Linked DNA regions of Callithrix jacchus: regions 1 and 3 are each linked to region 2. A link is a contact called in public Hi-C data. All regions are on one chromosome and are shown on one strand. Each heading gives the region's core, a stretch centred on a gene start, on an enhancer-like site or on the middle of the called end of the contact. The rest is flanking DNA. Distances are from core to core; before and after follow the strand shown. Region 1 overlaps LRRFIP1 (LRR binding FLII interacting protein 1). Region 2 overlaps RAB17 (RAB17, member RAS oncogene family). Region 3 overlaps LRRFIP1 (LRR binding FLII interacting protein 1).

Region 1 (3,303 bases), core at 550-3,049, 190 kb before region 2:
AGTACATATTCGGAACATAAAACATGCACATACAGACACCACTCCCTTCCCTTAGGGGCCCAGATGTTTGGAACAAATCTTACTGTTGCATTCCCTTGGCTGTATAGGATGGGGGGGGGGTGTCTCCCAGAAAAGGAGTCTATAAATAGAAAACAGGAAACCCACACTGTCTAAACTCCCCAGAATTAGCATTCAGGGTCCTAGTGAAAGTGGAAATGTAAGTGTTCAGTTCATTAGGTCTCCTGTTAATTGCAAATATTAAAAATTATGGAAAGTGATCAAGATCATACATCTAAGTTCATACATTCTTGAAAACTGTTTAAAAACTTGATTGTTGCCCAACCTTTGTATAACAACCCATAACTATACTTTAGCTACTTTTGAAGGAAGACATATTTACATACAGGAGCTATGTTCTGGTTTGGAACTGAAAAATGTTCAAGCTTTTTGATTTAATGTGTCAGTAACCAATGTTTTTCTCTGTTCTGTGTGACAGTGAAACCCCAGTGGCCGAGGTTCCTCTGGGGATGTGGCTGGCAGGCAACCTTTCAATTCTTTTCTGAGTTTGAGTCTTTGACGCTGAAATCTTTCTAAATTGCCTTATATATTTCCATGCCTTCTTACATGCAGTATACCTAAGTCAACTTTCTTTTTCTTTCTTTCTTTTTTTCTGAGATAGGGTTTCATTCCATCGCCCAGGCTGGAGTGCAGTGGTATGATCACGAGTCACTGCAGCTTCGACCTCCCAGGCTCAGGTGTTTCTCCCACCTCTGCCTCCTGAGTAGCTGGGACTACAGGCACATACCACCACGCCTGGCTAATTGTTTGTATTTTTTTTTTGGTTGGTAGAGATGGGCTTTCACCATGTTGCTCAGGCTGGGCTTGAACTCCTGGGTGCAAATGATCCGCCTGCCTCAGCCTCCCAAAATGCTGGGATTATAGGTGTGAGCCACTGTGCCCAGTCTCAACCACTTCTTGGTATGTTAAGGGCTTTCAGGGTAATGCCAATTACTGCGCTTGGCTAAAAAGTCATTACGCTGGAGAGCAAATAACTGATGCTCAGAACGAAGGCTCTGAAATCATTGAGAAATGGTTTGGTGTTTGGGTGTTCAGAAGTCTTTCTTTTCCCTTCTTTTTTGCTCACTGATTTTCAGCTGTCCATTCCCCATTGGAGGGCTGGGTCCTATCTGCTTGTTCACTGGCACAGCGTCCTCCATAAGTGATCAAACATGCTTATTAATTAAACAAATGAGTGGTGAATCACTGAGATGGCTGGATGGCTGAGCTGAGGGATGTGATGTGTGCCCAACGTCCTGCAAAGTGCTGGTGAGTAACATAGGAAAGAACTTAAAACGGCTTGATGATCTCACCACTGAGTGACCTTGGTTGTTGAACTGCCTTCCTAGAGCCCTTTAAAGGCAGGAATGAGAGCTGTTTCCAGCATGCATTCCAACAGAAATGCAGCTTTGCTAAAGTTAGAGACAAACCAAAACCCTGTCAGGTCCTGTAGAGCCCTTGGACTTGATTTCCTAGTGAGCCTCGGGTTTTCCTATTTATATCCCCATCATCCTGGACTTCAGGACACTTGCAGAAACAGTCAAGGTTTTTGCTGTTTTCATTATACTCTTAAAAACATTCTAAGTATTGGCACATTTAGGCACAGCAGCAGATGAAGACCGTTTTCAACCGAGGCTGCACATCAGAACCACAGATCACACGAGGTGATGCGGGACAACTGTCTCAATTCTCCCAGTAATACCCGTGTTGGCCCCAGGCTCGATGCCAGGAGGGAAATTTCCTTACTGAGGAAGGGCATCAGGTCTTCTACGGAGCCCCAGTGGGCATCAGCAACCCCGAACAGGTATTACTGGAAAGGCAGTGCTATGCAGACTCAGATTTCAAGCAGACCAGAGAGTGGAACCACAGGCTTGTACAATTATCAAATGCTTTTATTTCAATTACCTAATAACACATTTTCCTCAAATTGTATTGAGGTTTTGGTCTTTTTGCATTCAATTCTATCTTGTAACAGTAATATGAAAAGTGTCAACAACGTTCATAACGTACATTCCTTTGTGATTTTATATTTTACAATTTAAAAAATAACTTTACACTTATTTTTTTAAATGCTTCTTTATATAGAAAATAGATATTTTCTTTAGGCAGACCAAAACAGGAACTTTCCAATAAGAATATACTGAGAAATAACAAATGAAAATATTTATACCAAAATACCAAAAATGATTCAGCTCTTTAACATATCCTCTTATAGTCTAATTAGTAGTTTGCACAAGAACAAGAAACCTTTTTTACTGCTCTTTTGAATGATGATTAGAAATTCAAACAGAAAGAGAAATAACTTTAAGGGTCAAAACTGTTTTTTTTAGAGACAGGGTCTCATTCTGTGTCCCAGGTTGGAGTGCAGTGGTGCAATCATAGCTCACTGCAGCCTTGAACTCCTGGCCTCAAGTGATCCTCCGACCTTGGCCTCCCAATGTGCTGGGGTTACAGGCATGAAAATATAGTTTTTGTTTTTTTTTAAGATGGAGTTTTGCTCTTGTTGTCCAGGCTAGATTGCAATGGTGCAATCCTGGCTCTCCCACCTCAGCCTCCCTAGTATTTGGGATTACAGGCACCTGCCACCAAATCCAGCTAATTTTTTGTATTTTTAGTAGAGACATGGTTTCACCACCTTGCTCAGGCTGGTCTTGAACTCCTGACCTCAGGCGATCCACCCCCCCTCGGCCTCCCAAAGTGCTGGGATTACAGGCATGAGCCACCGCGCCCAGCTGAAAACATTTTAACAATGACTGTCCCTCCTCAAATACTGGGGTAGGAAATGTAATTTTGACCTATTTCACTTCCAGAAAAAACTTAAAAATAAATCTTCATAAAAATGAATTTGATATATCATCAGCATGAAGTGAAGGTAAAATGTCCTACAAGGTAAACTCAGGTATCATCAACAACGAGATCCAAAAGCATTGGTTCAAGATGAAAGACTCACATGAGATAAAGGCAGGTAACCCCTAGTGCTTTCAGACATTTACTTGTTACCCTTAAAATCATTATTGCTCTCAGGTGCAAGTCTATCATTCAGTGTCCTCTTTGCTATTTGGCTGTTTATCTCCTTTAAGTAAAATACCATACAGGTAGTCATGCACATTTAAAATCAAATATGGAAGTACATGTATGTGAACAAGACATTCAGTTAAATATCGCTTATATTCATAATACAGAAGTGTAAGAATGCTATTTGGTCATTTCAATTAGATGCTGATATACTTGGTCAAGAATGTCCAC
Region 2 (3,668 bases), core at 878-3,377:
TCACCTGGGGAGCTCTTCTTTTCTCTTTCTCTTTCTCTCTTTCTTTCTTTAAAGAAACACAGATGGAAAAGTTAATTTTATGTTTTTAATCCGTCTCTTAGGCCAGCATCATACTTGATGGTGAAACTCGAGTATTTCCATCTAAGAGGGGGTTCCAGGCACGTGTGGGATAACTACTTGAGTCTACTACGTGGAGCCCCTCTTCTGTGATGGGTAGCGAGCCCTAAACCCTCCTGCTCCAGACCCGTGACTGTCCAGTCACTTTCTGTCTACAACCGTCTTCTTGGTATCTAGGACTCAGACCTATTTATTTCAAGACTGATTCCAAACTTGATTCTTTCCCTCTTATCCCTACAGGGCAGACCAGACCAGTCCGTGGCCATGGCTGCTGAATGGGGGCAGTGAGGGCATGTGGGCTGCTTCCTACCACTCCTGCTTTTCTTATTCCCTTTTCAAAATTCCTTTCCTTCCCCCTTTAGAGAGCCTCCCTCCTCCGCACCGTGGTGAGAGAGGCAGACGAGACCTGATCACAGGACCAGCTGCCCCCTGATAGGTTTCATATAGATTGTGGGGAGCTTCTCTTCCTAGGTAATAAATCATTATCTATTATTAGATTAGAACATTATTAGAATGTCACCATTTTGCAACCCCCTGGTGAAATAGAGGTTCAAAGTAATGGTCTTCAATGACTGCCAACATTACAGAGAGACAACTAGACATTATTTGCCTTCTGAGGGAGGTGCACACACACTCTTGTAGCAATCTTGCCAAAAAATAGCCAGTATCTAATCAGGTTTGTGTCCTGAACCACCACGGTATCAAAAATACAGAGTTCGCAAGACTCTATTCAATAACACAGGGGTCCAATCAGCAACGTCCGTACAGGAAACCTACGAGACAACCTGACCTCTTCAACACATGAACTGCAAAGAAGAAAAAAATACCTGTATCTGCCCTGAGGTTTGCAGATGATAGGATGCCTGGGATCTGCTTTACAGCGACCTGCTGGGGGGAGGTTTGGGATGTGAGTGACACAGCTGGCCAGGCTGATTACTGGGGAGGTGGGTACCTGTGCCCGTCAGACTGTTCTCTCTATTGTGGTGTGTATAGCAAAGTTTCCGTAATGAAAACATATGCAGGGGATGCCCACATTTATTTTGATCACAAAGCTGGTTTTCTCTGGGGCATCCCACTGTGGGTTCTGAGGCTTTAGACACAATAGGAATGTGTCTAAATGTGTCTATGAGGTTTTCAGATCATTGAGACACCAACGTTTTTTAGATAGAGTTTTTCCGAGACACCAACTTTAATCCATGGACAACCAACCAGGAAATTCTCAGATGCTTTTTACCTCTCTCTGTGTTAGATACTTCGGGGACAACTGACAGATTTGTAAGAATAGAAAGTAATGGAATGAGGACAGCCAGCCCTGAGACCACTGCACACAACCATTGCTTGTCAGGATCTGTCATGACCCATGCCCAGCGCTTTCCAAGCAAAGCTCTATTTGTTCCTCACCACAGACCTAAAAATGGGTCTTGTGCACCCCAGTTTGCAGATGGGGAGATGGGGCGTTGGGTGCAGAGGGGTGCAGGGGTACGAACCCAGGTGGCCTCTGAGTTGGGAGCTCTGTCTGGGGCCACCTGCTCCTGACTGGGAGGCAGCCCGGGGTAGAGCTCGCTGTGATGGTGTGGCTCGGATGTTCCACCTGCCTCAGATGATTGTGATTCTTTGCAGGGCATGGCGCAGGCACACCTGAGTCCCCAGCCCAGCGCTGCCCCCAGCCAGCCCCGTGTGTTCAAGCTGGTTCTCCTGGGAAGTGGCTCCGTGGGCAAGTCCAGCCTGGCTCTCCGGTACGTGAAGAATGACTTCAAGAGTATCCTGCCTACGGTGGGCTGTAAGTGAGGGGCAGAGCATGCTTTGTTGGTTTTCAGTGCAGAAGTCCAGGCCACTGACCCACACCTGGGGCAGATGGGGACGAGGCCCGCCTAGGAATCCCCACACTGTCCTGGAGTCTTGTACTGCCCGTATCCAGTGCATGAGGGGAGGGGGTGATGTCCATGGGGGCAGCCACAGAATCTACAAAGGCAGGAAGTGCCCTTGGCTCTGGGTCAGGTTTCAGCTCAGCTGGAGTCTGCAGGGAGTGGAGATTCAGGGGTAGGATCTCTGGCCCAGAAAGGTCAGGCTGGGTGTGAGGGATTATGCTGGCAGAAGGGAGAGCCCAGAAGAAGCCTCCTGGGCTCTGGCCACTCAGTGACCCAAACCAGCTGTCCTCTCCCCGCGCCCTGGCCGCCCTCCTGCTAACACTGCTCCCTTGCTTAATTTACCCCACAGCACCTTCCTTCCTGCCTGGACTTGGTTTACCAGTCTGGCCTGGATCATTGTTGGGGGTGGGCAGGGAGGGAGGCCTTCTCGCTGTGTTTCTTGAAAAGGCTAACCCGTCATTAATCTCAGGAGTAGGGGCGTCTGCAGGCTGCTGGCCTCCTTCCCATCCTGCTGTGGGCACACCCTGCCTTGGCAGTGAAACGCAGTTTTCACCTGAAATAGGGAAAGCCATGTTCTGGGTAACATGTGCGGAATCAGAGACTCCGTTTCAGATTCGGACTCTGACATGGATGAGCTGCCCTTTCTCCAAATTCACTCACTCACTCATTCACTCATCTAACAGGTGTCTGTTGAGCGTGGACTCTTTTCCAGGCCTGTGTTAGGTGCGGAGGATTCTACAACCAGCTAAACAGATGCACCAAACACAGAAACACAATTGTAAAATGTGGCACATGGCGTTCGCTATTAGGGAATTTTCTCAGGGGGGTGGTTCCTGAAGGATCCCCAGGGGATACATGGGGATCGGCAGGGGTCTGTCTGGCCTGACTCCCAGAGCTAGTGGTGAGAAGGGCTAGAGTGATGGGGAGAGGCTGTCTGCAGAGGCTACCCTGGGGAGAGAGAGTCAGAACTTGCCTGGGGTGGGCCATGCAGTCCTCTTTTCCATTAGCAAGGAGGTCTGCACCCCTCACCCATGATATTGGACTCAGCTTCCTTTAAACATATATCAAAGGGCTGAGGCTGGCCTGATGGTGGCCTCAGTTGAGAACAGAGAATACAGATGGGGGCCTCACCAGGCCTGGATGTTGCGGGCTCTGTACCTGGGTAGCTGGTATTCAAGATGCAGAGGCCTGTATGTCTCATTCTATTCCTGGTCCTCTGCCTGTCCCCTCAGGGGTCATCCCCCTGCCAGTAGCTTTCAGATGAAAGCTAGGGTCTCCCTTCCTCCAACACCCTCTCCCCGGGTGTATCTCCTCTCTCCGAGGGGAGAACTGTCCTCTAGGCTGGACTCTTCCTTTCACCCAGGACTGGTGCTTGGTGTGTTTGTTCCCACTCTGAGTCTCTGTGATGGGACGGGGTGGGAGGCTATGGACTGTGGCCATGGCACAGAGGCGAGAGGAGGACAGCCAGATGAGGTTAGCCTGTGGCTCACAAGCCGCCTTCGATCCATCAGCCTCCAAGCCTGGCGTCCTCAGTTTTGTACTGAGTACCTCTGTGTGTTGGCAGCTGTGCTGGGTTGAGGGCAGAAATGTGGGAAGCTCCTTTCTTCGCCGTTGGCTGAGTCCCCTGTGGGAGCGATGGTGTCCTCTGCTTCCATCCGAGTGTCTGTGTCATACCTGAGATAT
Region 3 (3,633 bases), core at 172-2,671, 170 kb before region 2:
GACTGCCAAGTGAACCACTGAAAGCAACTGGCATTTGGCTCCACGGTGTAAAATGCGTTTCTGGCTGCTGGTCAGCAATGGCTCAATATTGTGTACAAATAAACGAAGCTCCAGGTATGCGTTCGTCTACCTATAAAGAAAGCTGTGTCCGTAAAACAAGGGCCCACCAAGTCTTTTTTTCTTTTTGATATTTCTTGCAAGACAGCTGAGAAAGAATACACACTGGGCCCATAAACCTTAATTTTGGAGGGACAGGGCTTTACCACATCTTTATCCTGCATGGTTTTACGTCTATTGCTTTTATAATTTGTAAAATGTCAAATAAGGGGAAAAAACTCCCAAAAACCATAGTTTGCTGTTTCTATCATTTTTTTTTTAAAAAAGTCTGTGCTCTGAAGAACGTAACAGACTCAAAAGAAAATCTGGGCATATTTTAAAGTAGAGACCAGGCAGAAAAAAAATAAAAATTAAGCCCTTGATGAAAGCTGATGGCAAATGTACGTGCAACCTTTCTCTATTTTACATAATAAATTTCATTTTGTGTGTTGTCGGAATGAAAAGGGATTTGCCAGCAAGATTTCCTGAAACACAGGAAGGCAGCGCAGCCCGGTGGAGAGCCACGCAGCCCCACTGGCGTCCACCAGATGGCGGTGTGTCGCTGCCGCAGGGGCCAGGCCCGGACAGAGGGCACGGGCAGTGGAGCCCACCTTAACCAAGCCCCCTTTCCTAAGCCCTCGCAGAGCCGGGTAAGGAATCAGATGGTGTGTTTCATCTCAACATAAAGCACACACTTCCTCTCTAAAATGACGAAGAAATGGAACCCATGCCAGGATTTTAAACACTGTCATGGCCACTGCACGGCCTGGTGTGGAGGCCTGGAGGAGGTGTGCCTGGTGCAGAGTGGGGTCAGAGGGCACAGTAGCCGCAGGTGGTGCAGGTTGCTCTGCCCGCCCACCCCAGCCCGGGACGGCCGAGCACCGAACGCTGCAGACAGAGCAGCCTGTCAGCGTCATGACTCTCGTATTTTGAGCGATACTAAACATTTCAGGCCAGAGTGAAACTTCACACGAACAGGTTTATACAGTATTTGTGTCGTATTTTCTAGCCACAGCTGAGTATATACAAAGACACCGTTGAAAATCTGGAAATAGTCACTTTTAAAATTTGTCTGTGGAATTAGTTTATGTCAGTTTTCCTTTCAAAAGCAAATGTTTCAAGGAGTACATTAAATAGTTTATTAATCCAACCTTCTGATATTGTGTCTAAAGGAGTTTACTACTTAGGTTCATGTACACACGATGCCTGGCGAGGCTTAAGCGCTAGGTTTTCCATGTTTCCTAGAGACAGAGGACCTGTTCACGGACCCAGAGGCACCCTATTCAAGGGCCCAGGTACAAAAAGGAAGCTGTCCCCAATGCCCAGCCAGGCAACACCAGACCCGGGTGGAAAACGGGATCACTGAAGCCACATCCTCGCAAGGTCCCTCTCCAGACACAAGCTAACAGCAAACACTGCTCAGAAAACTCCCATTTTAAGGGTCATTTTCCTTCAGATTTCAATGATAGCAGAATCTACCATTAGAGTGACAGTTTTTGGTTTTAAATCCAATAATATTTACTTTAGCCTGAATGACTTATCTTTGAACTCTGGTGTTTATAATTCAAGACCTGTTTTTCCACCTGGTCCCTGCCCCTGCCTCTTTGTGCAACAAATGCCATGAGTCAAAACAGTGTTGTTTTTCTAGTTCAAACGGGCAGAGATCTGAGTCCATCGCTCCTGTTTTCTCTGAATACGCAAGGTAAGATACGGACCTGCTTTCTCCTTGGGATAATCCTGTTGGATGTTTCAGAAATGTGGTGGCTTTGCCAGGTTCCCAGTGGGATTCCAGGGCCTGGATGACCTGGACCTGTCAGCTTCACCAGGCAGTCGCTCTGCTTGGGGTGGCCCAAGTCTGGGCCATGAACCCTCCGGATTCCAGCTCTCCAGGCACCTTTACCTCCCCACACACCCACGCTGCTGGGCTTCACACCACGTGTGATCACCCGATGAGCATCTGTCTGCCCCTGTCTGTGTGTCCCATGAGGGCTGGGGCAGGTCTCTGTCTGCTCATACAAGGGCCCTGTTTCTGGAACATTCTAGGCGCTCATTAAACACTGAATGAACATAATGTCCTCAAGGAGAAGATCCTGGCCATGCTGGAGGGGAAGAAAACACAGCTCATCCACAGCATGGGAGAAGATGAGAATGAGGTGAACATATTCTGTGTCCCTCTGAGATGGGGCCGATATCCTCTCTGCTTTCCGAAGGACCCTGGGAGGACCAAGGGAGTAGAAAAAACTTTAGGTCTTGACCCTGGTGGTGGTCTCTGGACACTGAAGCAGTTTATTTTCTTGAAGTGGGACAAGTGGTCACTTCCTTCATTCTGGTTACTACTGCCCTTGAATGCCACTGCCCTCCTGCCACCCCAAAGGGGGCACCAGCCCTCCCTCCCCTCTGACAAGTGTGACAAGTTCACCTGTACACCTGCATCCCCCAAACGCAGGGTGGGACTTCCTGTAGAGACTGCAGGGCTGCCCCTGCCTGACTTCACATTTTCCTTGTCCCCTGTCCTCACTCAAACTGGCCCTGGATACGTGTTCCTGATGATGTCCTGGGAGCATTTTCCATGAGCTGCTCGCTGGAACAACTGTAACCCGTCCCTGGCTAACCCCAGCCACGGAGAAACAAGTTTCCATGCCCCTTTGTGTTTGGTTATTACTGCTTTTTTTTTTTTTTTGAGACAGTCTCACTGTGTTGTCCAGGCTGGAGTAGTACAATGGTGTGATCTTGGTTCACTGCGAGCTCCACCTCGCAGGTTCAAGTCTCCTGCCTCAGCCTCCTAAGTAACTGGGATTACAGGTGTGCACCACCATACCTGGCTAATTTTTGTATTTTTAGTAGAGACAGGGTTTCACTACTGAGGTCAGGCTGGTCTCAAACTCCTCATGATCCACCCTCCTCGGCCTCCCAAAGTGCCAGGGTTAGAGGCATGAGCTGCTGCGCCTGACCTGTTTTTGCTATTTAAGGGTGTCGTGATCCCTCTTTCCAGGGGAAGCACAGGAAGCTTATGTGCCAGCTAGATGTCCCAAACCAGGAAGGAGAGCTGTGACATTTGAACCTGGGTTCTGAAACACCTTGCCTTAAAGCACTTCCTGCTCCATGTGACCCTGAGGAAGGCCAGATTGGAGGGTCATTTGCCTTTGCCCCCATGCTCACCCTAGGCCCTGCCCAAGACCTACTGCTCCTCCCTCCCAGGAGGAAGGATCGGGGAGTCCCATCCAGGCCCTCCTGGCTTCTTCCCATCAACAAAGCCAAACACATCCACCAATACTTTCTGTTGTACCAGGAGGTCCAAAATACACAGCAATGGTGTAAGTGTCCCAAGAAGGAAAACAGAAATGGAGTCGATTGAGTGTAAGAGGACCGTGAGTTTTGGAAATTATGGAAAGAAGCCAGCTTACTTCTGTCTCCCAGGCCCTTCAGATACTAGGGATGCTGCCTGTGCTCGCCGTCCTTCTATCCTTAACGTGATCAATCAAGGAATACTGTAACCACATCCCCTAGGGAACTGCCCTGTACTCTGCAGAGACCTCT

What was found. A called contact is a pair of places that touch in the nucleus more often than the background predicts.
Region 1: a contact with region 2 is called in a Hi-C map of skeletal muscle, with 4 times the contacts expected there. The contact joins two enhancer-like sites. A contact is called at or near these places in 2 of 3 Hi-C or Micro-C datasets (induced pluripotent stem cells and skeletal muscle).
Region 3: a Hi-C map of skeletal muscle shows a contact between it and region 2, with 10 times the contacts expected there. The contact joins two enhancer-like sites. A contact is called at or near these places in 2 of 3 Hi-C or Micro-C datasets (both in skeletal muscle).

What each region holds. Positions count from the first base shown.
Region 1 is chr6:159,075,552-159,078,854 of calJac240_pri, reverse strand. The region is part of intron 13 of LRRFIP1 (LRR binding FLII interacting protein 1); the gene reads right to left. Among named protein-coding and RNA genes, the nearest start is that of RBM44, 31 kb to the left of the region's middle. Within about 2 kb of position 1,799, at least 3 of the 16 cell types and tissues checked have an H3K27ac peak or open chromatin away from gene starts, as enhancers often do. A contact at or near this core is called in skeletal muscle, where this site is marked.
Region 2 is chr6:158,882,565-158,886,232 of calJac240_pri, reverse strand. It overlaps RAB17 (RAB17, member RAS oncogene family), which reads left to right. Exons shown (of 6, transcript XM_078328900.1): 2 at 1,738-1,897. Among named protein-coding and RNA genes, the nearest start is that of TRNAC-GCA, 19 kb to the left of the region's middle. Within about 2 kb of position 2,127, at least 2 of the 16 cell types and tissues checked have an H3K27ac peak or open chromatin away from gene starts, as enhancers often do. A contact at or near this core is called in skeletal muscle, where this site is marked.
Region 3 is chr6:159,054,614-159,058,246 of calJac240_pri, reverse strand. All of the region lies in intron 7 of LRRFIP1 (LRR binding FLII interacting protein 1), which reads right to left. Among named protein-coding and RNA genes, the nearest start is that of RBM44, 52 kb to the left of the region's middle. Within about 2 kb of position 1,421, at least 6 of the 16 cell types and tissues checked have an H3K27ac peak or open chromatin away from gene starts, as enhancers often do. A contact at or near this core is called in skeletal muscle, where this site is marked.